Regions from separate parts of the Oncorhynchus mykiss genome. Here region 2 is linked to region 1. Evidence: chromatin contacts called from public Hi-C data. All regions are on one chromosome and are shown on one strand. The core of a region is the stretch at or near the end of the contact, and the rest is flanking DNA. Distances in the headings are between cores, read along the strand shown.

Evidence for each region. A called contact is a pair of places that touch in the nucleus more often than the background predicts.
Region 2: a Hi-C map of liver shows a contact between it and region 1, with 4 times the contacts expected there. The contact joins two enhancer-like sites. A contact is called at or near these places in 3 of 3 Hi-C or Micro-C datasets (blood and liver).

What each region holds. Positions count from the first base shown.
Region 1 is chr4:26,703,195-26,710,142 of USDA_OmykA_1.1, reverse strand. All of the region lies in intron 2 of sesn1 (sestrin-1), which reads right to left. Among protein-coding and RNA genes, the nearest start is that of sesn1, 21 kb to the right of the region's middle. Within about 2 kb of position 5,697, at least 8 of the 11 cell types and tissues checked have an H3K27ac peak or open chromatin away from gene starts, as enhancers often do. A contact at or near this core is called in liver, where this site is marked.
Region 2 is chr4:26,743,242-26,750,116 of USDA_OmykA_1.1, reverse strand. The region is part of intron 2 of sesn1 (sestrin-1); the gene reads right to left. Among protein-coding and RNA genes, the nearest start is that of LOC110522364, 11 kb to the left of the region's middle. Within about 2 kb of position 3,371, at least 7 of the 11 cell types and tissues checked have an H3K27ac peak or open chromatin away from gene starts, as enhancers often do. A contact at or near this core is called in liver, where this site is marked.

The DNA of each region.
Region 1 (6,948 bases), core at 4,448-6,947:
ACGTAAACAACTGACAGCAATCTGGTGGGGATGGAATCAACAGCTCTACAAGCCAGCATGCACAGACAAGAGTGAACAACAGCTATTCTCACAAACACAACACAGGAGGGGGCTGACAACATGGAGGGATAGTGACATAAGGACGGGGGGTGGTGTTGCATACTGTATGGTGGCTGGTTAAGTGACATAAGGATGGGGGGGTTGTGTTGCATACTGTATGGTGGCTGGTTAAGTGACATAAGGACGGGGGGGGGGGGGGGGGGTTGTGTTGCATACAGTATGGTGGCTGGTTAAGTGACATAAGGATGGGGGGGGGTTGTGTTGCATACAGTATGGTGGCTGGTTAAGTGACATAAGGATGGGGGGGGGGGGGGGTCGTGTTGCATACTGTATGGTGGCTGGTTAAGTGACATAAGGACGGGGGGGGGGGGGTGTGTGTTGCATACTGTATGGTGGCTGGTTAAGTGACATAAGGATGGGGGGGGTTGTGTTGCATACTGTATGGTGGCTGGTTAAGTGACATAAGGATGGGGGGGGGTTGTGTTGCATACTGTATGGTGGCTGGTTAAGTGACATAAGGACGGGGGGGGGGGTGTGTGTGTTGCATACTGTATGGTGGCTGGTTAAGTGACATAAGGATGGGGGGGGGGTCGTGTTGCATACTGTATGGTGGCTGGTTAAGTGACATAAGGACGGGGGGGTGGTGTTGCATACAGTATGGTGGCTGGTTAAGTGACATAAGGATGGGGGGGTTGTGTTGCATACTGTATGGTGGCTGGTTAAGTGACATAAGGACGGGGGGGGGGGGTGTGTGTTGCATACTGTATGGTGGCTGGTTAAGTGACATAAGGATGGGGGGGGGGGGGGGGGGGGGGTTGTGTTGCATACAGTAAGGTGGCTGGTTAAGTGACATAAGGATGGGGGGGGGGGTTGTGTTGCATACTGTATGGTGGCTGGTTAAGTGACATAAGGACGGGGGGGGGGGGGTTGTGTTGCATACAGTAAGGTGGCTGGTTAAGTGACATAAGGATGGGGGGGGGGTTGTGTTGCATACTGTATGGTGGCTGGTTAAGTGACATAAGGATGGGGGGGGGGGGGGGGGGTTGTGTTGCATACTGTATGGTGGCTGAACAGAAAGGCACTGGAGCAACGAACCGCCCTTGCTGTCTCTGCCTGGCCGGTTCCCCTCTCTCCACTGGGATTCTCTGCCTCGAGTCCCTGGCTTACTGGTGCGCTCTCATGCCGTCCCTGGGAGGGGTGCGTCACTTGAGTGGGTTGAGTCACTGACGTGATCTTCCTGTCTGAGTTGGCGCCCCCCCTTGGGTTGTGCCGTGGCGGAGATCTTTGTGGGCTATACTCGGCCTTGTCTCAGGATGGTAAGTTGGTGGTTGAAGATATCGCTCTCGTGGTGTGGGGGATGTGCTTTGGCAAAGTGGGTGGGGTTATATCCTTCCTGTTTGGCCCTGTCCGGAGGTATCATCGGATGGGGCCACAGTGTCTCCTGACCCCTCCTGTCTCAGCCTCAAGTATTTATGCTGCGGTAGTTTGTGTCGGCGGGGCTAGGGTCAGTTTGTTATATCTGGAGTACTTCTCCTGTCTTATCCGGTGTCTTGTGTGAATTTTAGTATGCCCTCTCTAATTCTCTCTTTCGGAGGACCTGAGCCGTAGGACCATGCCTCAGGACTACCTGGCCTGATGACTCCTTGCTGTCCCCAGTCCACCTGGCCATGCTGCTGCTCCAGTTTCAACTGTTCTGCCTGCGGCTATGGAACCCTGACCTGTTCACCGGACGTGCTACCTGTCCCAGACCTGCTGTTTTCAACTCTCTAGAGACAGCAGGGGCGGTAGAGATACTCCTAATGATCGGCTATGAAAAGCCAACTGACATTTACTCCTGAGGTTCTGACTTGCTGCACCCTCGACAACTACTGTGATTCTTATTATTTGACCATGCTGTGTTGCATACAGTAAGGTGGCTGGTTAAGTGACATAAGGATGGGGGGGGGGGGGGGGTGTTGCATACAGTAAGGTGGCTGGTTAAGTGACATAAGGATGGGGGGGGGTTGTGTTGCATACAGTAAGGTGGCTGGTTAAGTGACATAAGGATGGGGGGGGGGGTGTGTTGCATACTGTATGGTGGCTGGTTAAGTGACATAAGGATGGGGGGGGGGGTTGTGTTACATACAGTAAGGTGGCCGGTTAAGTGACATAAGAATACTCAGAGTCACTAAATAGTCCCCTAAACCAGTGGTTCCCAAACTGTGGGGCACACGAGGGGTTGGCAGGAGTCTATTTATAACTTGTTAGAAATGTCCAGATCAACTAGCCAATGTCACCTAACGACTTGTTTGTTTTTTCCCCCATAGATAGTTGTAATGTTTTTGTCACTCAAATGTCACATGAACACATGACATGGCAAAATGTATAGAATTGAAGGAAATGTTCTTTGCACCCCATGACAAAATGTGTAGAATTGAAGGAAATAAGCTTCAACCCTGCTAAATTATCTCCACTAACAAGAGGGTTGTGAGGGTTTGTGTCATGAACAGTGCTTGTGCCCACAGAAATCGACAGGGCACAGGATGTTCCCCAATGTTGGAAGGGGGCCCACAAGTGAAGAAGTTTGGGAATGCCTGCTCTAAACCACAACCACCTTGGGAGAAAACTTCCATTCGCCATCTGCGCCCATTCAACAGACATTTTTAGGCTTACAATGTTGTTTTGATTATGGCTTGAACAGTCGTTTAGATTATATTTAATTGTGATGGTTGCAAAAACACCTACTTTGGACAGATCAGTTATTAGCAAGAATGCTAACGCTCATTGACATAGGCTGGTAGCAAAGCTAGCCAAAGAGCATTTTAAAAGTTTAAGTGATTCTTAAGTATAATGCAGGACATTCATATCAGCCTTACAAACCAATTAGAATGCAAAACGTGTGTGAAATGCACCCATAAACAAATAATGATCGGGGGGGGGGGGGGGGGGGGGGGGATTATCCATACAGTACAGGATATTCTTTTTGACGATATCATATCGACAATGTTATTTTGGTGCTAGTTGGCTGTACCTGCACACCTTCATAGCTTGTTCACCTTAATTAGGAAGCCAATTTGTTTTCTGCACTTTCATTTCCATGACTGAACAAAACGTTCTCATGGCTTCTCTTGTTCCTCTGCAGCAGACATATGGTGAGAAATATGTTTGGAACATCGACTTACAATAAAATCCGTTTCGAATTGCAATACATATAGAATTGAGAATCGCAAAACATATCGTATCGTCACTAAAGTATTGTGATAATATCGTATTGTGATGTCCCTGGAAATTCTCAGCCCTATAAGCAACATGGAAAATGGAGGTGTGTTTTACCCCCACAGTGGGGACATTGTGAATAGCAGCTCAGATTATGAGAGTTATGGTCTCCTGGCTCCACCTTTAGCCTTGGTCACATTGGCAAGAAGTGCTCTGTGAAAAATATGCGCACAGAAACATGCGCACACACACCCTTGACACACCCCTGCATGTGATCCAAAGGGTCTTTAATAGCTATCAATAACACATACCACTCTCTCACACACACACTTGGTAAGTGGTAAACAAGGATGGGTTGACACGGTGCTCTCCACTTTCATAACACTAGTGGCACACATCCCCGCCCTTGAACTGGGTTATGTGAACAACACACACACGACAGAGAACACAAAGGTATGCAATAATATGCACATATGAGCAAGCACATACACAATGATACATAGTGGCAAACCTATTCTGGAGTATAGAGACCAGAACCGCTCAGCTGCCTATGACCCAGGACTAACCAATCCAGTCCCTCTCAGAGCAGTCTGTTCTTAAAGAAAGACGGATGAATTTCCTAGATATTGGAACAAGGCCAAAATCTCCCTATATCTCACTCCGATTTCAAAATAAGACCCGAACAGGCCTTAATCCCACCATCACCCGAGTCTATGAACACCAGCAATAGATAACCAGAAAGCAGGTCCTCTCACAGTCTCTGTTCCCCTCCACAGACCTACTGTACCAGACCCCACCAAACCTTCTAGGCCACTATTCTTAAGATTTATTTAAAAAGTGTATGGAAAATTAAACACTATTATACAGTATCTTGATAAGTATTCAACCGGAGTCAAGACATACTATTATTAGAATCACCTTTGCAATGATTACAGCTGTTAGTCTTATTGGGTAAGAGCTTTGCACACCTGGACTGTACAATATTTTCCCATTATTATGTTCAGAATTCTCCAAGCTCTGTCAAGTTGGTTGTTGATCATTGCTAGACAGCAATTTTTAAGTGGATTCTCAAGCTGACTTAAGTCAAAACTGTAACTAGGCCACTCAGGAACATTCAATGTTGTCTTGGTAAGCAACTCTGGTGTATACTTGGGCTTGAGTTTTAGGTTATTTTCCTGCTGAAAGGTGAATTTGTTTCCCAGTGTCTGTTGGAAAGTGGAGTGAACCAGGTTTTCCTCTAGGATTTTGCCTGTGCGTAGCGCCATTCAGTTCCTTCAATCCTAAAAAAAAAACTCCCTAGTCTTCGCAAAACAGGATACATGTTTAGGAATACTTTTCTTCTATACAGGCTTCTTTATTACACTCTGTCAATTAGGTTAGTATTGTGGAGTAACTAGAATGTTGTTGATCCATCCTTAGTTCTATCACAGCCATTTTCTTTTAGGAAGGAGACCTGAATCTTTATAGTAACTGGGTGTATTGATACACCGTCCATAGTGTTATTAATAACTTTACCATACTCAGTGATTTTCAATGTCTGATTTTTGTTTTACCTCCCTGGTTGAATCTGTTTGAAATTCACTGCTCAACTGAGGGACCTTAAAGATAACTGTGTGTGAGGTACAGAGATCAGGTAGTCATTCAAATATCAAATGAACCACTATTATTGCACACTGAGTGAGTACATGGAACCTATGTGACTTGTTAAGCAACATTTGTACTCATGTATGCTTGCCATAACAAAAGGGTCAAGACTTTTCTTTTGTAATTCATTTGTAAACATTTATAAAAACAAAATTCCACTGTGACATTACGGGGTATGGTGTGTAGATCAATGACACAAAATCTAAATGTAATCCATTTTAAATTCACGTTGTAACAACACAATGTGTGAATACTTTCTGAAGGCACTGTAAGTTGACAGATTGACACTTGAATAGCAGGCGGTGATTCATGTCTGTTGGTTACACAGTTGGGCTTTTCAACCACAAAAACAAGTCAACATCGTTAGCATTATTGCAGCTATGAAGATGTTGCTTTTTCTATCTAAACAAAGATCTACTGTGTGTGTACGGAGTTATTTAAGTCCAAGTTGTTGGCCAACCTTTTTAAAAGGGGAAACAACACGCCCCCAGTTGAGCACAGGGGCCCATAAATACTGCTGACTAAATAAGGTTGGCCTGGTTTCTCTCTCACACACACACACACACACACACATTTCCTAGAAGTTTTTGAAAATGGTTCAATGGATGTTTTCGAGAATCCCATATCCAATCTACACCCCCCCTCCCACACCCTCCTATATCTCACCCCTCCCTTGACTGTTAGTTATGTTTCTTGCAGAACACAAACAGATTCTAGAGGTGTGTCTGCATCTGGCCAATGACAGCCAGATCAGGCTGTGTGTCTGAGCCAATGGGAGCGGCTGAGGGGGAGGAGCGAGCTTGTTGTTTTGCTGCTCTCTCTGTTCTCTCACTGTTTTCTGCAAGTCTTCAGCATGATGGATGGAGAGAATAAAGGAGAGGTCAGAACCTAGTATTAATAGGAACTGGATGCATGCCTGCAGAAGGGAGGAGACTCAGACACACACACACACAAATCCTCTCTTAACACACACAGTGTCCAGAGTTACTGAGTAAGCTGATGTCAGGGTGTGGAGGGCTCATAACAGATGTGTTCAGCACACTGCCATGATGAGGCATCACCAGCTCGACAACCACCTCAGAAAAGGACACTGTACATCCCACATAAAACACCTTAACACACACACAAAAGAACAAACATCCCTCTCTCAGCAGTTACTTCCCTCGTCCCTCTCCGCAGTTGATTTATGTAATAGAAAGTCATTACAGGAAGAGCCCTCAAAATATTTGAGTGTTTCTTGAAACTGACCCCAAATCTGTTCCAAAAAAGTATTCTCATGAGCATAACAAACCTTAATTCCACAGATGTTATTAAATGACAACATAAATTATCCAATATGACAACTAGATTGCTACAGGCGAAACCAAAAAGACTCAGTTGTTCTGTCATGTGTGTGTTTGCATTTGCTGAGAGAACTGACGAGAGGAGAAATATTAGTGAGGAAAGAATGGGTGATGACAGCATGTTTTTCAGATGGCCACCTGTACACAGAAACACACATGCAGTGCATTCGGAAAGTATTCAGACCACTTGACTTTTTCCATTACAGCCTTATTCTAAAATTGATAAAATCAAAATTGTTCCTCAACCTATCATTCTTAAAATAGAAGAAATAGAAGAAGTTCGGAACCACTGAGACTCCTAGAGCTGGACGCCCGGCCAAACTGAGCAAATCAGGGGAGAAGGGCCTTGGTCACCTCACTGACCAAGGACCTAATGGTCACTCTGACAGAGCTCCAGAGTTCCTATGTGGAGATGGGAGAACCATCCAGAAGGACAACCATCTCTGCAGCACTCCACCAAATCATTCCTTTACGTTGGTGGCCAGACGGAAGGCACGCCTCAGTGAATGGCACATGACAGCCCACTTGGAGTTAGCCAAAAGGCACCTAAAGGAAAGGACTCTCAGACCAAGATAAACAAGATTCTTTGGTCTGATGAAACCAAGATGGAACCCTTTGGCCTGAATGCCAAGCGTAATGTCTGGAGGAAACCTGGCACCATCCCTATGGTGAAGCATGGTGGCAACAGCATCATGCTGTGGGGAAG
Region 2 (6,875 bases), core at 2,122-4,621, 42 kb before region 1:
GAAATACACCAACCGAAAAAAGTAGAACCTTATACCGAACGGTCTATAGAGTTGGCAGTAGGATGACAAAGAACTGGAAAGAAAGTAGGGTTGACAAGCAGCGCAAACTCCTCAAACGCGTAAACAAGGTTGGACACAAAAGAAAAGACTGCACTGCAGTTCCTTCGCTCGAAGCCACAGAAAACAAGTGGCTAAAATGACATGAAATTGTCTTGTCACAAATTAATAATCTAAATTCCAAAACGAAAGCACGGGCTTTCCAAAACATGCATTCACTGTCAAAATAATTTCCCCTTTATTTTATTCTTACCTTTTTGCTTAGCCGTTCACACCGAGTGCATATTTTAAATACGTCTGTCACTGTAAATGAATCATTTTCAATGGTTTCTGTTGCTGCAGTTGCGTGCTTCATAATGTGTTCTCGGCGCGATCTTATGTTTTCAGGTATTCAAATATAAAGATCTACTTCGATGGCCGTTTCCTTTCTCGCTTTGTTTCTTGGGGGACTGGTTAATAAAGTGCTCAGTTGTCAGCCGGTGCTGTCCTACAGCAGAATACCGTTCTCTCTCTGCGGATACAGTCCGTAAATAAACGGAGCCTTGGTTGACTGACGTGCGCAAAAGCCAATCCCATGGCGAAAACAACCTCCATTCATCCAATGAGATATAAGGGGACGGAGAGAGGAGGAGTGAAATGTGTAGAGAGGTGAGCGTCTTAACTTGAGTACAGAGCGAGCCCCCACGAAAACATCATCAATCGTCTTTAATTTTGTTCCTTGCTGCTGCCATTTATTGGCAATGGATATCGACAGACCATCACTCTGCAGCGCACAATATGGCGTGAAATGGTCACTTCGACCAACTTGCCTGCTTATTATGGCTTTATTACATGATACATATCATTTTTCACCCCTTCCACCCACAGCTGACCCAGTACTACATGGACGTTTGCAGGCACCTGCTATCTTATGTCATGTACATTGAAAACAACAGAGACAAGAACTGCAAGTCCTTTACTCTGTGTGTTATAAACAGGATGGGGAGCATCACAACTGTAAATATGGCGGCAGATCTTATAATGGCACAGTAAGATACCTGGACAGTACAGGTCAACAAACAGCAAATCAATTCCAGCTTTCCACTTAGACTAGCAGTTCAGATAAAGCAGCCTTAAATCAAATCAAACAGGGCTGTATAGCACCTCAGACAAACCTACCAGGAAGTCTCGATAAAGACAGGAAACGGTTCTCTTTCTGGGTCTATCATAGAGCCTGTCAGTATAGACACCGCCTGGAGCGGATGATGTCACCAGTCACTGGTGTTAGTGTTTTGTACTGTACTCTGAAGTCATTTATGAGTCATTTTATAATGCTGTTTTGTCAGATGGTTGTAGCATGAAAAAGAGCTTTGGTCTAGATATGACTACTCAAAAAAAGGTACTGCAGTGGCATGAAATCTGAGTATCTGACAATTGTATTATAAATTAGTGGTGGTAAATAGCAGCTGCATAATTGTGATAATTGCTTATTACTGCAGCACATCTAGCCAGGTCAAGTGTTCCATGGCAGAGATACCAACAACAACCTCATTAGAAGCACAACGCCACTGGAAGGCTGATCATATTAATATTATCTAATAATACATTCAAGGCAGGGGTGGAAGAACCAAATAAAAACCTGCTAAAACAAGTTATATTAGGAGTGGTGGTGTGAGGGAGCCCAGATTGTTGTTTATCACCAAGCTGATCTGAACCAAGCTCCAATCTAACACTTTGGTTAAGAGCCTGGCTGCCTGGTTGATATGGGCCTGGCTAGATACATAGCACGCCATTTGGCAGACTCATTGTGTGACGATACCACCCCCCCCCCCCCCCCCCCCCCCCAACACTCCTGTTACCCCTAGGGAGGGGCGAGGGTTGGGGTAAACATGCCCTGGGGCTGGAGTCAGCACTCTACAGTTTCCCAGCAGCAGAGCGAGCACAGTGTGTGAGCCCCATGGCTCAGCAAAGTTGCAGAGCAGAAGAGGCCTGGTCAGCGTTCAGCTTACGACATGCCCTTTTCACATAAAAGAGTTAGCCTAGGCTAGGGCCCCGACTGGCCCCCAGCCCCCCGGACAAGGGACAGGGCCAAACACTATTTTCAGGGGCGTACACAGCCCTACCACACCACCACCTACTCGGGGGCTTTACTGTACCCACTCCAGCCAGGGGCGTAGTGGGGGCGGCGGTTACTATAACATCATGATGATTTGTTAGACTGCCGTGGGAGGCTGGTAGAGAGCCTGCAGGGATCCTTCTCAAGCTGGTTCTCACAGTGCAGATAGTGAGCCTCTGAGAAGAAGGGACAGAGGGATTGGACGTGGTCCTCTCTTCACTGAGTCTGAATGAGCAGTCTAACTGACCGGTGTAGAGGGTTTGACATCATTAACTCATTGCTGTGATATCTGGTGGCGTCTAACATTATGTCATAGCAGTTCTCTCAAAACACGCACACACAGGACTCGTGGAGAGCATTGTCACACATTAGTTAATATCCTACTGTTACAACTGACTGGGAATACATTCTAAGCTACAGATAAGACAAACAATGGTAGACATAGAAATATTACATACTTGGGTGTGGTGGCTGGGGTTCGAGAGGAGTAAGTTAGTTAATAGTTTACTAACAGGTCTCTATCACATCCATGCAACTGGTTTGTGATTTTTATAACATTTGATGGACAGGATAAAAGTAATTAAGATTAGAATGGGCCCTGAATAAACAAACAGCAAACATCAGACCAGTCACAAGTTCAAGCTCCGGTTCGAATTCCAAAACATTGATCCCTCTCAACTTGAAATTCAACCAACATGAAAGGACAACTCCATAAGAGAATGTAGAGAGGAATTTCAGTGTCACTCCCTTAACTTTGACAAAAGTAATTAACATGTATAATACATGCAAATATGTAACACATGATATTGTGTGATTTTGTACCTACTCTATAACTATTTATATTTTCATTTTAAGAGAGCCTGTAAAAATAAATTATTCAAAGAGTAGCATTTAAACACTTGGGCAATTAGGAAAAAAGTTTGAAAAAAGTTTAGAAGATGGCAATTGTAAATGCAAACTTTTTAGCTGCTTTTGCCAATAAAAAGAGGATACAAGTCAAAGGAATTAAAAGAGAAAGAGAAAGGAAGCCAAAACTAAAGCTGTACACATTATGTGCCCCAAAAGTGTCTGCAGGGTTTTTAACATGCGATGAAAATACAAGAGAGCGGAGAGACCAAATCACAAAACCGTGGGGAAGTTCAACAAGTGGTAGAAGTCCTCCTAACCAGTTCAAACCTGACCTTTCGCTTAGCAGAGAGGAAGCAAAAAACTCCCTCTCATACAATGACATAAGCCTAGCAACAGGCTTTCCCCAATCACAGGCCAGAACAACATTTACAGGGTCCAATCGTTTCTCTCGCTCTCCCCCTCTTGTTCCTCTGGTTTAAAAAAAAAAAAAAGGTTTTGCTAGAGCTGGGAGAGAGAGTTTGACTAACTTTTCACTCTGCTAACTAAATCTCCCAGCAAGTTTTAAGAGCTGTTTTGAGTGCGAGAATGTATACAAGTCAGTGTTGGTGTGTGCGTGGGGGGAGTAACAGGTAGACCTCTATCCGCAGCTTAACCCAGAGCAGTTTCACAAGAGCAGCCCACATCAACAGTGTACTGTATGCAGCATGCATGCATATTCCTTATGTCACTTTATTTCTCTCTGTCTTTTCATGCCGTTTACAGTTGAGGCTCTCCAGTTGTTGGTAACGTCTGTTTAAACTTAATGGACAGGAGATAAATCAACACAAAATATACATACAAATACACTACAGTTGACTCTTGTTCATTTGCAAAGAGTGAAAAGTAGGTATTTTCCCCTTTCCCCCCTCTTTCACCCTCCCTCTGTCGCTCTCCCACTCTTCAAACAACGCTCTTGGTTCGAGCCAGTCCATTCCATCACTAAGCAGTTAACATAACGGCTAAGACTTGGCATAACACTGCACAGTTAACCCTCACGTCCCCATCCATGTCCACTTTGAAGTTAAGGACAGTTGGAATTTTCTTCATTCACATGTCAAACAATGTCACACGTCACATTGTTCAAAATTGTACCTAAATTGCTTGCTTTTCTTTGTTTCTGCAGCTGCATAGCTATAATTGTATACCTGGAGATGGTGAGCCTTGAGTTATACATGTAACTGCCAAAATAATGGAAACACATGAGTAAATGAGGGATACAAAGCATATTGAAAGCAAGTGCTTCCACACAGGTGTGGTTCTTGAGTTAATTAAGCAATTAACATCCCATCATTACTTACGGTCATGCATAAAAATGCTGGGCAGGCCATTATTTTGGCTACCGTGGCTATGCCCTTATAGTATGGCAATGCCCCCATCCCCACGGCAAGAGTGGTCCCTGAATGGTTTAATGAGCATGAAAACACATGCCATGGCCATCTCAGCCAACAGATCACAACCAAACTGAACACTTTCTGAAGATTCTGGAGCGGCGCCTGAAACAGCGTTTTACACCACCATCAACAAAACACAAAATTATGGAATTTCTTGTGGAAGAATGAAGTTGCATTCCTCCGATAGAGGTAAATACACTTGCCAAGGTGCATTGAAGCGGTTAAGGCACATGGTGGCCCAACACCCTATTAAAACTTCTTAAGGCTAGGGGGCAGTATTCAGAAGTTTGGATGACTGAGGTGCCCAAGTAAACTGCCTGTTACTCAGGCCCAGAAGCTAGGATATGCATGGTAGTATTGGATAAAAAACACAAAAGTTTCTAAAACTGTTAAAATAATGTCTGAGTACAACAGAACTGATTTGGCAGGCGAAACCCAGAGGACAGATTGCAGTTCCTATGACTTCCACTAGATGTCAACAGTCTTTAGAAATAGTTTGATGTTTTTTTTTTCTTCTAAAAATGAAGTATTCATATTCTTTCTAAGTGTCACTCAGGTGGACTCTAGTGTTTTGGTGGGCGTGAATGAGACTGCGCTGCTCGTTTTCCTCCGGTATTGAAAACAGTTTATTACGTCTTAAATTTTATCGATTATTTACATATTAGGGTACCGGAGGTTGGATTAGAAAAGTTGTTTGAAATGTTTGGACCAAGTTTACAGGTAACTTATTAGATCCTTTGTAGGTATGTTGGGTGAGTTGGAACAGGTGTATTTCTGAATTAAACGCGCCAAATAAAACGGAAATGTTTGGGATATAAAGGACTATAAACGACTATTCATTGTGTAACAGACCTTGTGATTGAAAAAAGATGAAGATCTTCAAAGGTAAGCGTTTTATTTTATCGCTATTTCTGACTTTCGTGATGCATCTGCTTGGTTGGAAAATGTTTTTCTTGTTTTTGTATGTGGGGCGCTGTCCTCAGATAATTGCATGGTGTGCTTTCGCCGTAAAGCCTTTTTGAAATCTGACAAAGTGGCTGGATTGACAAGAAGTTAAGCTTTTAAATGATGTAAGACACTTGTATCTTCATGAATGTTTAATATTACAAATTTAGTATTTTTAAATTTCGCACTCTGCAATTGAACGGATGTTGTCAAATCGATCCAGGTAACTGGATTCTAGCCGTAAGTGATCCCTAAGAGGTTTAAGACACTATGTTGGGGGCCTCCCAAGTGGCTCAGTGGTCTGTTTAAGAGCCTGGCTGAACCAAACCAAGCTCCAATCCGGGTCACTACAGACCCGGGTTCGATTCCAGGCTATGTTACAACCGGCCGTGACCGGGAGACCCATAGGGCGGTGCACAATTGGACCAGCGACGTACAGGTGAAGGGAAAGTTTGGCTGGGACGGCTTTACTTGGCTCTTTACGCTCTAGCGACTCCTTGTGGCGGGCCGGGCACCTGCAAGCTGACACTGGTCGTCAGTTGAATGGTGTTTTCTCCAACACATTGGTGCGGCTGGCTTCCGGGTTAAGGTGGGTCATGTTTCGGAGGACGCATGACTCGACCTTCACCTCTCCCGAGCCTGTTGGGGAGTTGCAGCGATGAGAGAAGATCGTAATTGGATATCACAAAATTGGGGAGAAAAAGGGGGTGAAATACAAAAAAATTATAGATAAGAAAAAGACACTATGCTGGGGCATTAGGTAGCCTAGTGGTTAAATGCGTTGGGCCAGTAACCAAAAGGTTGCAGGTTCAAACCCCTGAGCCGACTAGGTGAAAAATATATGTCGATGTGCCCTTGCGCAAGGCACTTAACCCTAATTGCTCCTGTAAGTCGCTCTGGATAAGAGCGTCTGCTAAATGACGGTTTTTATTTTGGCAGTTACCTGTATGTTGCTGTCGATCAGTGGTCCTCTACATAGCCTAACAACAATAGTAACCGGTGAGAATTGATTCATGCATTTTTCAGAAAGTCAAACTCGAAGAGCAACAGGTGAGAACCTGGGAACCACTGACATTATATAAACCAGAGTTTAAATCCTCTAATTCCTCCCTCTACTCCCCCTCCCCTCTCTATTTCCCTCTCATTTTCTCTACTCCCCCTCCCCTCTCTGATGTGTGTTTATTCTGGCATGCTATCAGAGTGCAGCAGCCTCGCCAAACGCCGGCTTTCCTGAGCCGAGAGGCGCGGTTGAGAGCAACGGGCCCGGCCCAGGACAAACGCACACCAGGAGGAAACCGCTTTCCCTGGATTCCATGAAGTGGAGCGGAACTCCATGGAGCAAAGAGCACAACAATGTAATAGATTGCAGTGAGGGTAGAGAGGAGGGAGGAATCTAAAACAAAAGAGAGAAAAAAACATCCAAAACATTTTCCTCCTCTTTATGATTTGTGCTAACATACAGTAACCCCAACCCCCCTCTAACTCTCCCTGATCTCCTC